Linked DNA regions of Rattus norvegicus: region 2 is linked to region 1. The links are chromatin contacts, called in public Hi-C maps. All regions are on one chromosome and are shown on one strand. The core of a region is the stretch at or near the end of the contact, and the rest is flanking DNA. Distances in the headings are between cores, read along the strand shown.

The links. Hi-C and Micro-C count contacts between places; a contact is called where the count stands out from the background.
Region 2: a contact with region 1 is called in a Hi-C map of liver, with 4 times the contacts expected there. The contact joins the promoter of Strada here to the promoter of Cyb561 in region 1. A contact is called at or near these places in 2 of 12 Hi-C or Micro-C datasets (kidney and liver).

Annotation. Positions count from the first base shown.
Region 1 is chr10:91,385,519-91,393,117 of GRCr8, forward strand. Cyb561 (cytochrome b-561) reads right to left here and starts at 2,918. Exons shown (of 7, transcript NM_001107056.3): 1 at 2,900-2,918.
Region 2 is chr10:91,620,172-91,628,024 of GRCr8, forward strand. It overlaps Strada (STE20 related adaptor alpha), which reads right to left and starts at 3,472. Exons shown (of 13, transcript NM_001415111.1): 1 at 3,366-3,472.

The sequences.
Region 1 (7,599 bases), core at 1,668-4,167:
GTAAGGGGTAAGCTACAAGGTGATACAAGAGGCGTGGGGGGGTGGGGCGTTGCTCATCAAGCAGGACCACTCACTTTGGGCAGGCATGGTTTGCCTTCAAGGAACCTCATATCCACTACGTTCTAAATGTGCAAAAGCTGGAGTCACAGAAAAGAAAGCAGTGCCAGGCACCTACAATCCCAGTACTCAGGGGCTAAAGCAGGAGGACTGCAAGTTCCAGGCCAGCCTGGGCTACACAGGGAAACCCTGCTTCAAAGACAAAAATTATTGACTTCTCCTGTGCCTTACAGATACTCAGGAATCCTTTAATAAAAATGGGTGCCCCCAAGGCTCTGGACAGAACTGCTCTGCCTGTGGCAAGCCCAGATCTGTGAGCTTTAAAGGGGGTTCTGGATTGTTCCTTTGTAAGCATGTGCGTTTGTATCATGGTCCCTGGTCACCCCTACAGTGAGAATGCCCTACCCTTCCCTGCTAATGCAGATGCTGTCACTATAGGCTGTTCCTACCTCTGTGTTTCCAGAGCACAGTGGTGGGTTATCGCTCCTCAGGCTGGAAATGGCCACGCTTGACCCTAGGTTTCCTCTGCTCCCCCAGACCTGTGTTCTCTCTCCTTTTCCCTCCCTCTCCTTTCTCTCAGAACATGATCTCACAGTGGAACCCAGGCTGGCTTCTAGCTCGACATCTCCCTACCTCGGCCTCTTGACACGCCACACTTAGTTCAGAGTTTTGTAAGGAACTGGTGCTCACGTGGCCTCTCACACGGCTGCTCTCCTTTCTTTCTGAGAGTTCGGGGTGAGGTGACAGATCTCTGGGCTGTGACAGTCAAGTAGAAACAATCCAAACTCCACAGGCCGCCTGCAGACTGGCTCCGCTTAATGCAATCACACAAGGACATAGCTACCCTCAGGGCACAACCTGTGCCTGGCTACCTGTGCCTGTGCCTCTCCAAGCCCATTGTGTTTTATTAAAAGGCAACCAGGCCTAACCTCATTATTGGTACCAGATGCACAAGCTGGACAACCCAGGGGGCCGAGCGGAGCGCAGGGAAGTTGCAGGGCAGCAAACCTGCCTTGGCCACAACCCTCCCTATCAGCAGCAGGCTTTAATTGCGTTAGCAAAGACTGGTGGGGGCAGGGATTAGAGCTTCCTTTGATGGGTAGGACGTGAGAAGACAAAAGGCAAAAAGAAGCTGGGCTGTTGGAGGGGGCACCAGGGTGCGCCAGGAAAAAAAATCACCATCAGGTGTGGCCTCTGTACCAGAACTGGCCAATAGTAAAAAAGTAAAAGAGTTTGTAAAAATAAACATCATTAAATATCATTATTTAATTTTTATGGAGAAGGGCCCCATGAATGTCAACACCGAAGGCGTCTAAAGGTTACAGCGCAGCCTGGGCCACAAAGATGTAATCCAAAGTGTGTTCCCCTATTTACTACTGTGTACAATCAGGGAGGTCTTGTCCATTCTCTGAGCTGGCCTCCTCAGCCATGGTGGGGGAGGGGGAGGGACCTTATTGGACTTTGGACAAGTAAAATGGGGAAAATATGCACAAGTGCTTGGCACAGTGCCTGCCAATGAAACAGCAGTTTAACAAAAATGGTATCTCCTTAACGTCATAGTGGCGTCAACTGACTCGTGAGGATGGGGCCACAAAAGAGCCGGGGGTACCACAGTACAAACCCCTCCTGCCCACCACCAACCCATTCCCCCATAGAATAAAAACTTCTAGGGCAAGGAAGACTGTCGGTCTGCCTTTAGTTCTTATTTGCGTGGGAGTGAGAGGTAGGGGGGAGGCTAAATCCGTATCTCCCTCTGTAGCCCAGCTGGCTTTAAACTTTCGGTCTGCCTCCGCCAGCCTCCCACATTCTAGGATCACAGCCTCTTGTCCCCAAGGAGGGACCTAAGTGGTAGTTCTAATGGTTGGAATTTTATATTCCCACTCGTACTCCAATGAATTGTGAGTTGATTAGAAAATGGAGCGTGAAGCCTGGCGTGGCATTTAATCCCATCATTCAGATGTGACTGTGAGTTCATGAAGCCTGGGCTCTGCCCACCCAGGGACTGCGGCAGGGCAGGGCATCTGTGGGCAATTCTACTTCTGGTTCCAGGAGCTCCTCCTACAAGGGGTGGGGTTGGAACCGTCCAGTACTTTCCCCACCAGATCCAAGTGCTGAGGAGTGATCAAGGTATTTAAGGGAGGTGAGAATACTTTGCCTTTTGTTTTGCTAAGAACAGGACAGAATCCAGGTGCCCGAGACGGAACTCTTCCTAAAGAAAACTGCCAAGACAAAAAGAGGAAGGACATGCCAAAAGGGTCTGTGTCTGCTGATGCAGCGCGGGAGGAAAGGTAGTAAGGGTAAGAGAAGTGACCGGAAAGGGGAGGTGGCCTGGCTACCACTCAGAGGAGTCAAAGGCGGCAGCAGATCCCTCTCTCCGAGAAGTTCCACACCTGCGTCACTTCCAAGGCCAAAGCACGGAGCCAGGCTTTCTGCCAGTCTAGTAACTGGTAATCCTGCCTGAGGACGGTGGGATACGGGAAAAGATCCACCAGGCCCGCACCTGAGCGCAGGAACCAGCCTCGGGGACAGTGGCTGCAGTCGTGGCGAATGCAGTTTGGTCCACACCCACCCACTTTGTTCTACAGTACAGCCACAGGCCCCTAGACTTGAACTAGGGTCACCAGCAGTCCCCATTCTAACTCGGGCGGACGCGACCCGCGCTCCCCCGGCCGCCTTCCCCGGTGCCAGCAGCAGGAACCCCCGCGTCAGGGGACAGGCGGGGCAGTGCCCCGGTCGATGCGGGCAGGTGCGCGCGAGAGGGCGGCTCGAAGCCCAGCCTCTCCTGGCCCCAGTCTCCGCCGCCCCTCCGCGCGGAACTTGTCCCCGCCGCCCTGTCGCCTACCTGGTCCCGCCGCCGCCAGGCCTGCGCGCGTCCCCGCGCCACGCCGCGCCGCGCCCCGGCCGCTCGGCAGGTTCCACGGGCCTCGGCGCGACGGCGTCGCCATGGAGACCGTGCGGCGGCGAGACGCCGGCAGCGCGCGCGAGGAGGTGACCGTCACCTGCGCCGGAAGTGCCGCCTGGCGCGGCCACTCGGGAGGGCACCGCGGCTATACCGACCCGCACTCCCGACCCGAGCTCCAGCAGCTTCGGGACCGGCGTGCGGAGAAGGCTAGCAGCGCGGGTTCGGCGCCCGGGTTCCCGGTCATTTAGCCTCTCGCTCTCTACTCTCGCCTCGCCAGAACCCAGGAGGCCGCTAGGTGTCAGGCCCGGCCTGGGCCCCAGCTCAACTCGGGGAACCCAGGGTCACCTCTCCCAGCCCTCGTGGGCGGGGAGGGCACTTTACATTTTACTGGAAGGCTGGGAATAACCCTGCCCTTCCCGCCTCTGCACACCCACCAGCCACATCGACACTGTTATTGGTACAGTTTGCCTCCCTTTTTTTTTTCCACTCCAGGATATAGACAGAGACAGAAGAGACACCAATCTAAGGGGTAGATTCAGTCCTTCCAACTTTTCATTTAAGGCCTAGACCTGATGTGCCAAGGTCTGTACTTAAGACTGTTGCCAAGAGCAAAGCTGGGAGTTTAGCAGATCCTGGCCCGCTATTCAGGAAATGCTACGGGTAGATAAGCGCCCAGCTCAGACTTCCTACAAGCTGGGAACAAAAGGTTCTTTCCTGTTGGATGTTTGGCCAGACTCACAAAGAGTGGGAGAGAAAGGGGGTATTTTACCTTGTGAGGAAAGCATGGCTATAGGACAGCCCTCCCCCACGAAGGCAGTAGCCCTGTGCTGGGAGCGCCCCACAGGTAGAAGACAGAACTGGGGAGGGGGTGCCTTCTTAGAGGGTGAGTGTGCTGTCTAGTGTACGGTTGAGATAGAACCAAGAACCGGAATTACGTTAAGGTAACTCTTCATCCGACAGAAGCTAATGGACATTTTAAGGTAAGCAGCTGCTTCCTTGGTGTGCTAACCGGCAAACAGCAGGCAATAAATACATGCTTATAAACTAAACATGGAGCTGAGCCATTTCTCATTGTTTGGTGGGTGTATTTGGGCTTCTGGGAGGAAAAGGAGGGACCGATTTGGCAAGATGGAATCTTGTTTAAGTACTGGGCTCCCTGACTACAGTCCTGGTCTTTCACTGCCTTCCAAGACCTGGGGAGGCTCCTGTTGGATCATCCCCTAACTCATTCAAGTCTCCAAACTTAAGGGTGCATTTCCTGACCACCAGTGTGGCAGTATGGGAAAGACTACAGTTATGACGAACACACACACACACACACACACACACACACACACACACACTCAATATGCAGGGAGGGCCTCTGAGCAAAGGCCTTAAGGAGCAGAAAAGGCACTGAACAGAATGAATCTTGTTCTCATAACCAGGATGCCAGACCTAAGAGCCAACCCCACCTGGTACATTCTTTCTCCCCAGGGTTACCTGGTGCAGGAAGCTGAAGGAAAAATCAGGCGTCTCAGTTAAATTTCTACTTTAAAAACTTAGCATAAACGTGTCCTAAGTGTTTCTCGAATGTAACCAGGTCTCTTGTGTGTGCCCGTGCATCCGTGTGTCTGTGTGTCTGTGGTAGGTATTGGTTTTTCGAGACAGGGTCTCTCTGGGTAGTCCTGGCTGTCCTGGAACTCGCTCTGTAGACCAGGCCGGCCTCAAACTTGGAGATCTGCCTGCCTCTGCCTCCTAAGTGCTGGGATTAAAGGTGTGTTCCACCATCGCCCAGCCTGTTTTTACTTTAAAGGTAAGGTTTTAATTTTTTGTTCCTTTCACCATGGAAGCCTAGTGTGGGCGGAACTCCAGTCCTCAGAGTCCAAAGGAATGTGAAAAGCAGTACAAGAATCCACATGCCTAAGCCAAACAAATTTGTATCATTGTATCAGCTCTGAAAACTGGGCCCTGCCCTTCAAGGTCCCCTGGCCCGCTCTCAGCAGCAGCAGCAGCAGCAGCAGGCCCTGCTCTACCACACTCAGACTCAGGCAGCAGCATCCCCAGGTCCTTTGGGATTGTGTACATATGTAGTGGTTACTGTGGTCACGTTGAAAATAGAGCCATGAATCGCTCTGGAAGAAAAGCTTATCTTCCAGATACGTGGCCACTGGAGGTGACCCAGAGAGCAGAGACCCAGGAAGGATCAGAGCCTCTATTGGAACAACCACGGTGGCGGTGAGAGTAGCAGCCAGACAAGACACTGGCCACAGTGCTTCCGTAGCCAGCAAGAAAGACCGCTACCAGCCAAGGCTGGTTCATTCTTAGACAAACAGCCTACTGTAGTTACAGAGCCCACATATGGAGAAGAGGGGAAGTGACCCAGTCAGGCTGAGGTTTTCCTCTGCTGGGCCCTGAAGGAACAGGACATGGGCTGCCGAGGGGCTGTGGGGATCCAGCCTGAGCAGGACACAGCAGTGTTACCCCCTAGGGCTCTTGATCAGGTTCAGTTCCTCTGCCCATTAGACAGCAGGGAAGATCTTGAATTCAAAAGAGCAGCAAGAAGACAGCACCAGCAGTTGAGGAACAGCATTTGTGGGAACGTGGAAACAAACACCTAGAGAAAAAGAGTTTCAAGAAGAGGGGAAACTCTGGAAGCCAGAAAATCCAGTCTCTTCTCTAGGGCTGGGGGTTTAAGCCTCTGAAGAGTCTTCCTCCTCTAAGTTAGGATTGACGGGTTAGAAGACAGGGTTGCTGATTGGCCGGCTGCTGTTGTGTAAACATGCCCTGAACTTGTTGGGCCAGTCCATCAGCAGGTGGCCCGCTGGTGGCCGCTGGTAGGAAAGGAAGCCCACAGGGCCTTTTTGTTTTAAGCTGCCAGGTTTTGTCTCAGGTCTAACTGCTTTCCCTCAGTGTGGCAGCACTGGGAGACCATGCTTTCAGGGATCTGTCTCTCTGCTCTTCCCTTCCCTCCTTTCCTTCCTGTTCTCTTCCTCCTCTCCTCTCTCCCTCCTTCCTTCAGGCTTGGGTTCACTGGACTCCTGCTGTGCCAGGCTTTGTTCTAGGCCCTGGAGAGACCTTAAGAATGAAGACTGGACCCTGCTTTCGTGTAACTCCAGTCATGTGGGACAGGACAAAGATCAGAAAGGAAACTAGAAAAAAAAATGAGTGTGGGTACACTCACACATTCATGCACAGGCAAAAGGATGTCTACACACCAACCTAATCGAATGAAGCTTAGGTGTCTTGCTTTATGAAAAGGTAATAAGGCAGGAGACAGAGAGCAGAGGTGGCCATTGCAAAGCCAGCGCTAAGGAAGGCTGAGGGAACACTAGGGCTGCGGCCATGAGGAACCTGGAGAAGGGAATTCCCGTGAAGGGCTGAGGCGGGACAAAGGCCCTGAGCCAGGCATGTGTGAGGCTATCTGCCCACTGCCCCGCCCTCTGCCACTCCTGGATGGAGAACTTAGCTGAGTATGCAGAGATGGGAGGCAGGCATGTATAACAGGTCACCAGAGAGCAGAGGTTGAAGGTACACACGGTGTTCCCCCACCCCGCACCCCTGTAATGCACTGGGCATCCGAGCGATCTAAGTGTAGCTGTTGTGTCTAACCACATTGGCCGTAGTCTGCAGGGCCTAGGCAGACTCCCCTAACCCAGCCCAGGCATTCCTGTGGCTAGTAACGGGGCTAAGCAGAGGCCCTGGACCTCAGCCAGCCCGACACCACACACTCCTGCAGCCTTCCCTCCAGGAAAGAAATGAGAAGTCTGTGTCCCAGTCATCCTTCGGTTCCCATCTCCCTACTTCCCTCCCGAGGCAGCCAGGCAGGCCGGCCTCAAACACCGAGGACCGGCTGTGAGAACAGCAAAGGCATCATGGAGGCTGGAGCCCTGGAGCCAGGCAGGAAGCCCTGAGTGCAGAGGTGCCCATGCCCTCCAGCGGTGTCAGCACACGTGTAGAAGGGAGATGCTGGTCCCAGCCTTCTGATCATCACCTACCAATCATAAACCTCAGGACAGGGACTCCTGCACTTTTCCCAAAGCCCGAGGCCTCTGGGAGTTTCCACCTTGGTTCCTGAAGCTACTGATGCTGTAGGTGCAAAACCTGACTCTAAGCTAAGCTCTGCACCCGGGGGGAGGCAGTGGAGTATGGTGGCCTGTCTGAGTGGGACCAAGCATGACCTGGGGTTGTGTACTCCAGCAGGCTGTGGGCTGGAGTCCAGTCAGTAATTCCCAGAGCTCCATCACACCTCCTCCTTCACCAGGATCATCATTACGTCTAGAAGAGATGTTGAGGTAGCAGTGAGGGGCTGGGCCAGGCCCCACCTGCAGTAGCTGACTCTCCAAGGTCATAGCCAGGCAGTAGCCCGTTGTCTCCACGTTTTCTTCCCTCCCATCGCTATCCTTCCTCCTCCTCTTGACTTTGGCCTTGGCCACTGCCTTTCCACCTCGAGCACTGCTATCAGGAGAGAATCTTTGATTTGAAGGTACCTTGACCTCAATCCAAAATCTCCTTTACCAAGGAAGCCACAGGCAATGGCCGAGGCTGAAGGAATCACCCCCAGCTTGTTCCCATCCAGATGGATCTGCCTCAGGCCTCGTCACCCTGGTGGGATCCTCAGTCCTCCCTGCTCTTGCCAACAGGCAAGCCATGGTCTGGCC
Region 2 (7,853 bases), core at 2,222-4,721, 240 kb after region 1:
AGACAACTGAAGTCCTCAGAAGTAATATCAAAGCCTCAGTTATAGCTGGTGTGACTAAATCCTATACACTCTGCATAAACTGAAAATCCACTTTAGGGCAGCCCATATTTACAAGTACAGATTAGGAATAGCTGAGCTGTGTAGCATCTGCCTAGCATGCCCAAAGCCCTAAGTTTAATCCCCAGTATAGAAAAAATTATTTTTAGTTTTATTTTTCTTTACCTGAAAGAGTAGCTATGATGTTGAGGTTTATACATTAAACTTGGAAGAGGTGTGGCTTATGCTAACATGTCTTAAAACCCGAGTATGTGTTGGTGTCAGTCATACGTGAGAATACATTGTCCTCAAGTATGACTATCCCTTCAACAGGGCCCTGGTACCCGACACATACAGAAGCAGAAAGTGTGCCCTTAGCTGGCTATGGAAGTGGTAAGCACACCAAAAAGGGTGGGGAAACAGACAAGGAATGAGTAATTTATAGAATTCATCAAAAGCACGGCTGAGTGGCAGTGGGACTAGAACATCAAAGGTGACTTAAAACAGAAATTCCAAGCAAAACAGCATAACTATTCCCCAGTATCTGCTCTGTCTTGTACAAAGGTGTACCACCAACTTCTACAACAGTGCTTGCCACATAGGAACCACCCAGTAGCACTAAACGTAACACTGCCTGACTGAAGCATCAGCTCTTTGAACATTCTCTAAGTGTGTGTGTAGACAGCACATGGCTGTACCAGCAGGGAGTGGAAAAGCACCCGAGGCTTTGACACACAATGGCGGTCTAAGCAGTGTGTCTTACATCTTGTGCCCACAAATCACTTAGAGATCTTCTGAAATTGCAGGCTGCAGCTCAGACGGTCTGGAGTGGGCTGGGAAATCCTAACTCACTCCCTGGAGACGACAATGTGGTTGCCATGTGGACCATGGTTATTAACTAACATTTGAGACATCTTGTTTGGAAGAACATTCCAAGAAATGTCAGTCTATGAAGGAATGAAGAAAGGGAGGGGTAAAAATAACCCAGAGAAAAGTATGCTGGTTAGAAAACAACATCCCTGGAGTCTGTAGCACTGGAAACACCAGGAAACGGATGGATGGCTAAGATTGAAGTATGAAGCACACAGCACCATCCCAAGCCATCTGCTTCATCCTCTGCATGTTGGACAATTTGCTTTAAGACAGGGTCCCCTACCACAAAGTATACCATGAAGTCACTATGTAGCCGATGGTGACCTTGATCTCGATCCTTCAGCTTCCACACTCCTAAGCGCTAGGATTACAGGCCTGTGCCACCAAGCATAGTTGGGGGACTATCTTTTACAAACTCTCCTAGACATGTGGCTGTGTAGTCCCTGACTGAAAACTTAATACCTCATCCGGGAACCCGTTCTATAGCTGATGTTGTGTTTGTGTTCCTGAGTACTCGGAAAATGATTGATGTGCCACGGAGCCAATGGCAGAGGTGGGAAAGCTCTGAGGTATTAGTGGCTTTAGTGGAAGAATAAATTAAAATATTGATCCACTTAGTGTATGAGTGTATGTTGAAGGTGTGCAGGAGGGGTGCGCAGCAGGTGTCTTCGCTATTGATCTCTGTCAAGTTCAAGTTTAACTAATATTGAGAGTTCAGCTAATGTTGAGGATTCTATCTTCCAAGAAGTGGGGGAGGAGTGGGGTGGTAATTTGCCAGAATAGTAGTATTGATGTTTAAAAAGAGGCTAGAGATGGCTCACGCATGGCATCTCAGCACTCAGGAGGATCAGGAATTCAACATCACATCTGGCTACAGTCTCTTTTGAAAAAAGAAAAGAGTGTAGTCTAAAGACTCTGCTTCCCTTTTTGTCCCTGGTCTATCTTTTTTCTTTTTTTTTCCCCCCGGAGCTGGGGACTGAACCCAGGGCCTTGCGCTCGCTAGGCAAGCGCTCTACCGCTGAGCTAAATCCCCAACCCCTTGTCCCTGGTCTAATGTTGACACTCAGTAATCACCTCAGGTACCCTCTGTTACAGCAGCTCCCACTAACTACCTACATTCCTCACCTGTGTGGCCCTGGCTGCCTGGAACTCACTCTGTAGACCAAGCTGGCCTTGAACTCAGAGACCTGCCTGCCTCTGCCTCCTGGGTGCTTGTTTTAAAGGCGTGTGCTATCGTGACAGGCTCCCACATTAACTCTTATACTTACCAATATATGTGTGTGTGTGTGTGTGTGTATAATATGTTTGTGCGTATATATGTTCGTATGTATGTGTATACCTGTTTGTATGCTTGGTGAGGCTAAGGGACACTACTCTGCCTGGACACAGGCTGGCGGCCAGTGAGCTCTGGTGTTTCTCTTGTCACAGGCTCATGGCCACACATGGCTTTTTACATGAGTGCTAGAGACTACAGTATGTCGTCTTTTTCACAGAGCCTCCTCTCCAGCCACCCAACGATAGAATTCTCTTAGTCTGACTTTTTTTTTTTTTTCTATTTTTATCACTGGTCCTCCAAACTTCATGTCTGGGGTCACAACTATAAACACAGCCAAACATCTAAGAAACCTAATTAAAGGGTAAAGAGAGTTCAGTGCTCTAACTAATGGCTAAACTATTAAGTTCTTGAACTAAGACAGAGGCAAGATAGCAATTTTCTTCTTGGTAGTGTTAGGAATGGAAAGCAAGTCCTCACTAGAGATAATCAAGCCACACCCACAGTCTCAAATTTGGTCTACCACCTCTCAAGATCTGAGTCTCAGGTGTCGGGTATCTCTGGATAAGCTAACAACTAGTTCATAGAAGACCCATCCAAATATTGGAACATGGTACTACCTCAACGGGTATTTCAGTAAGACCGATTCCAACAGTCTGGGAGAAGGAGGTCAAGTTGAAGTACCTTAGGATTTTAGCAGAGGGCTGAGTTGAGAAGTTATCCTATTTCCTAAAACTATGAACAATTTTATTTAGCCACTCCCCTTCGGTCGTGCTCACTCTCAGCCACCATACTCGGTCCCCAAAATTGCTGGGGAAACTAAGACAAAAAGACAATTAGAAGCTCTTCGTTTTGACCAAAGCAGAGGATAGCCCTGATCTTGCTTCCATATGAGAGTTCAACCCCAACTGGAAGCCCCGGGAAAGGTGGGGAGGCCATGCGGGAGCTAGCCTCTCCGGTCCGGCAACTCTGCTCAGCATCTCCCCAGCAAGGCCCAAGCCTAATTTTGCTCTCAGGCTGTAACCTCAATGCGGGAACCCAGAACCCAGGTTAAATGAGGGCCAGAGGAGGGCGAGGGTGAGCCGGTATGGCCGCTTGGGGCCCAACCCCGAGGAGATGGACTCGGAGTCGGGAGAGAGGAACCGGCCCTGGGAGCGCACCAGGCGGGCCCGCCACCCGGTACCTGGTCTAGGAGTCAGAGCGCAGTACCGACTCCGTCTCGGCTCCGCCTCCTCAGTTTTGTGGCCGCGCTGCCGCCAGGCCGGTTGCTGGGAGGGCGGTACGCAACGTGCCATGCGCAGTGGAGGGAACCAGGGAGACTGGCCGAGCCTCGCCCCTCCCGTAAGGAAGCCCCGCCCCTTCACGGAAGATGCTCCTCCTTACTCCGCTTCACGGAGGAAGTCCCGCCCCTCCCTTACTAGGAAGCTCTGCTTTACCCCATCCAAATAGGAAGCTCCGCCTCTCGCCTCCTGCAGAGGAAGTCCTGCCTTGCCCGGCTCTCCGCCTTACCACCGCCCACGAAGGGCTCGGCTCCGCCTTGCCCCACCCATACCCTCCAGTAGAGGAAGCTCCGCCTTTCCCCAGAGAGGTTCTCCCTGCTTCCCACCTTATCCTTATCTTATCGGAAATGATAGACCCACAGTCTCTGTGTAGGGGAGAGTTATTAACTAGCCTTTTCCCTTTTGCTGAGGTCGTTCCTTATCTAGTACGAAGGCAGGTTTCCCCAAGGATATGGAAGCGAAAGACCTACTAGTTTGTCTTTGTTGCAGTCCAAAAGGGCCCCTTCCAGCAGAAAGAAAAGGGGCAAGGGCTAACTATAGCTATTCACTTGGCTACCAGGGGTATTCCCACCCCTCATCCCATTCTGCCGCTCCCAAATCATTTCACCTGGTAGGACTTAAGTGGAAAAACACACGTCTTACTTGGGTCTCTCTCAGGCCAGGCATTAGAAGAGGAAACTTTGCCCTCAGTGCCCAAAAGTTCCTTCTTTCTCCATAAAACGAGAGATTTTGTTTCTGTTCATAACTTTTTTTGGTAATGAGGTAATTTTGATAGCGTCGCATGTTGCCTGCACTGGCCTTGAACTCAAGAGATCAGCTTCCCTCTGCCTCTGCTGGGATTAAAGGTTTGGTTGCGTGTCCTCTACTTGTAGAAATCTGTGATGATTTACCTTTGTCAAATAAGACAGCTGCAGGGGCCAAAGCATATAGGACTGATAAAATGAGCACTCCATTTTGTCATGAAGTAATTTTTAGTACTTCAGTTATTGTGGGGTAAGGACCCAATACATCTGTATATGTCCTGTCAAGTAATGAATACATTTTTTTCCTAGTGCTGTCTCCTCACAGATTTATACCGGTCTATTAACTTCCAAGAATTTTAAGTTTATCCACATCCAAACAGACTTGATGAAAACACACACCACCCTCATCTGTGGTTCTTGCTGTTTTATACACAGCTGTAGCCTTGTCCAATGTTTTAACATCCCAAATTGCAATCTCAGTCTTAAAATATTTCAGCATCAATCCTCATGAATCCACAAAAAGCAAGGGAGTGGAGGAAAACTCAGTTTCTGCCAGTTCACACAGTCTTTGGAATCCAGAACATTAGGGAAAGCAGTACCTGAAAAGGTGTCAAGCTTTGCTTTTTTTGTTGTTGTTGTTGTATGTTGTGTGTGTACATCTATTTGAATGTATTTGTATGTGTATGTGGACTTGAATGTATGTGCACAAACCATGTGTGTGCAGAAGCAGGCAGAGGTCAGAAGGTGTCATACCCTCTGGAACTGGAGTGACAGAAACTTGTGGGTGCTAGATCCTTTCCAAGAGCAGCAAGTGCTTCTTACCGCTGACCCATCTCTCCAGCCCCAAACATAGTTTTGAGGCAGGGTCTCACACCTAATCCAAGCTAACCAGGCTGACTTTAAACCCTGTAAACCCCATCTCTTCTGGGATGACAGTATGAACCACTGCACCAGACTGTAACTGACAAGGCAACCTCAAGTTGAAGTTTTCTTTTCTTTCCCTTCCCCTTCTTTGGACTGTACTAGACATTGAACCTAGGGCCTCATAGCATGCTAGACAAGTGCCTGGGCCCTAAAACCTTAGTCATTACGATGGGATGTGTAAACACTAGGTATTTCGTCCAATACCACATTTTCTAACAGGATGTTGCAGTTTGAGAGTCAGCATGGCTAAAAGATTTTACCAACTGGATGACTACCCACAGTAAGTGCTCTGAGAACCCCCTCCTCCCAGAATCTGCCGTGACTATTTTGGTAGGCAAATGCACAGCTTCTCATGCACCAACCCTGCTAAGTCAGAATGAACTGTGTATTGAAAGGTCAACATTCAGAGTTCGAGTGTGAGCCCTGGAAGGCACAAGCTCCTGATGCTTTTGAACTTTTTACAATGTTAGGGTGTTTAAAGATTTGACTTGAAAAATTGGCTGCTTGTTTTCCTGCAGTGAAGAACAAGTCAACGAGAATTATCTGATCTGCAAGGTAGTTTCAACTCCATGTCCTTAAGCACTTTTCACTCTACTACCTAATGTGAGCTTTCAAATAGCCATTTTAGGAAGGAGTAGGAAGACAAAAGGAAAGAGCCTTGATAAAAGCCCTGGAATTGGAGGGCTGGAGGTGTATCAGCAGACACCCAACAGGCAGGAGGCCTTGGGTTCGAGTGTGTGTGTGATTATACATGACGCACAAATCCAGAGCTTTCTTAGCACAGGAAACCGACTTCAGTTCTAGCTCTGCAAAGTGATAAGCTAAGCTACAGAAAAATATATGAATGGAAGGAAGCTATATAAATGTAAAATATGAATGGAAGGAAGCTATATAAACGTAAAATATGAACGGAAGGAGGGAGAGAGTACTGTGAGAACAAACAGCAGAGTACAAGGTTGTGGGTATGAACGTGTAATAATGAGACCCATTATTCTGTGTGCTACCTAGAAATATGTTTCTTAACGATTATTTATTTTATGTAATATGAGCACACTGTAGCTGTCTTCAGGCACACTAGAAGAGAGCATTGGATTCCATTACAGATGGTTGTGAGCCATCATGTGGTTGCTGGGAATTGAACACAGGGTCTCTGGAAGAGCAGTCAGTGCTCTTAACCACTGAGCCATCTCTCGTTTGAAAAGCATTTCACCAGGTAAGGCAGTACCACCTTGTCCTCAGTAATGCCCAAGGAAAAGAATAAGAAGGCCAGAGCGAAGGCTGGAGAGATGGCTCAGCAGTTAAAGAGCACTGGCTGCTCTTCCAGAAGTCCTGAGTTCAATTCCCAGCATACATGTTCTGGTTCATGACCATCTATAAAAGGATCTGATGTCCTCCTCTGGCATGCAGGTGCACATAGAGCAGAGCACTCATACATAAAATAAATAAAATAAACAAAAAAAATTTTCATCTTATACAGAGTGCTAACTCCTAGCAGTGGTGTAATGAGTTACAGCCTACTGAGATGTATGTGTGCTCTGGTGCACAGATGTTGTTTTGTTGTCACAGCACTACAGTGAGATACAGAAATAAAGACTTAAATTAAAAAAAAAAGGCCAGAGCGAAGACCAGAAGCTAGAGGCCAGCCTAGAATGCTAGAGGCCAGCCTAGAGTACAAGAGGCTCTGTGTCAAGAGTAGGAAGGTGAGTGAACACGGTAGTACACTCCAGCTGCCTGGAAGGCCAAGCCTATCTGTGTCCTAGAAACCAGCCTATGTGATGATTAACAAGTAGCCCTCTCAGAGAACAAATAGGTGTGCTGATACCCACCCATCACCCCATCACTCGAGGCTGGGGCATGGGCACTGCCCTGAATTACAGCCAGTCTGGGTTACAGATGAGACCTCACTTCAAAGCAAGCAGTAGGGTCCACCATTGAGAAATAACAGCCTTCTTTTATTCCTTCTTAATTCAGAGGGTTAAGAAAGCTGTGAACTTATACAACCATAACACCGTCTTGCTTTAAGTTTTTTTTTGTTCCAAAGATTTATTCACTGTAGCTGTCTTCAGACACACCAGAAGAGGGTACCAGATCTCATTACACATGGTTGTGAGCCACCACGTGGTTGCTGGGAATTGGAACTCAGGATCTCTGGAAGAGCAGTCAGTGCTCTTAACCTCTGAGCCATCTTGCCAGCCCTTAAGATTTTTATTAAATTTATGTTTAGAAGATGCTTATATGTGACTGCAGTTGCCTGCAGAGACCAGAAGAGGGCAACAGATCCCCCTAGGGTTGAGATTTCAAAGTGGGTCCTTTGCAAGGGCAGTTAAGTGCTTTCAACCTCTAGCCTTTCTCCAGCCCTGATATCTTCCTTTTGCAATAAAAGTCAATCATCAAACACTGGAAACTTAAGAACTGGGATTAAAGACACGAGCTACACGCCCAGCCAGGCTTCTTTTTCCTTTTGTTTCAGTTGTTTGCAGTAGAAGCCAGACCTCCGGGTCTAACTCTTCCCTCTGACGTCCTTTAACATCGTTTAAAGTGAGGCAGAAGAAAAAGTACAGAATTTGACTTCTCACCAAATCCAACAGACCTGATACAATTTTCACACTCTCCACTTCCTACTGAATGACTGATGTGTCACCAAGTATCTTCCCTTCTCCAAGTCCCACATAAGGAGTTCTACATCTTACGCTTGATACAGCGAGGTTTCCTTGTATAAAGGAA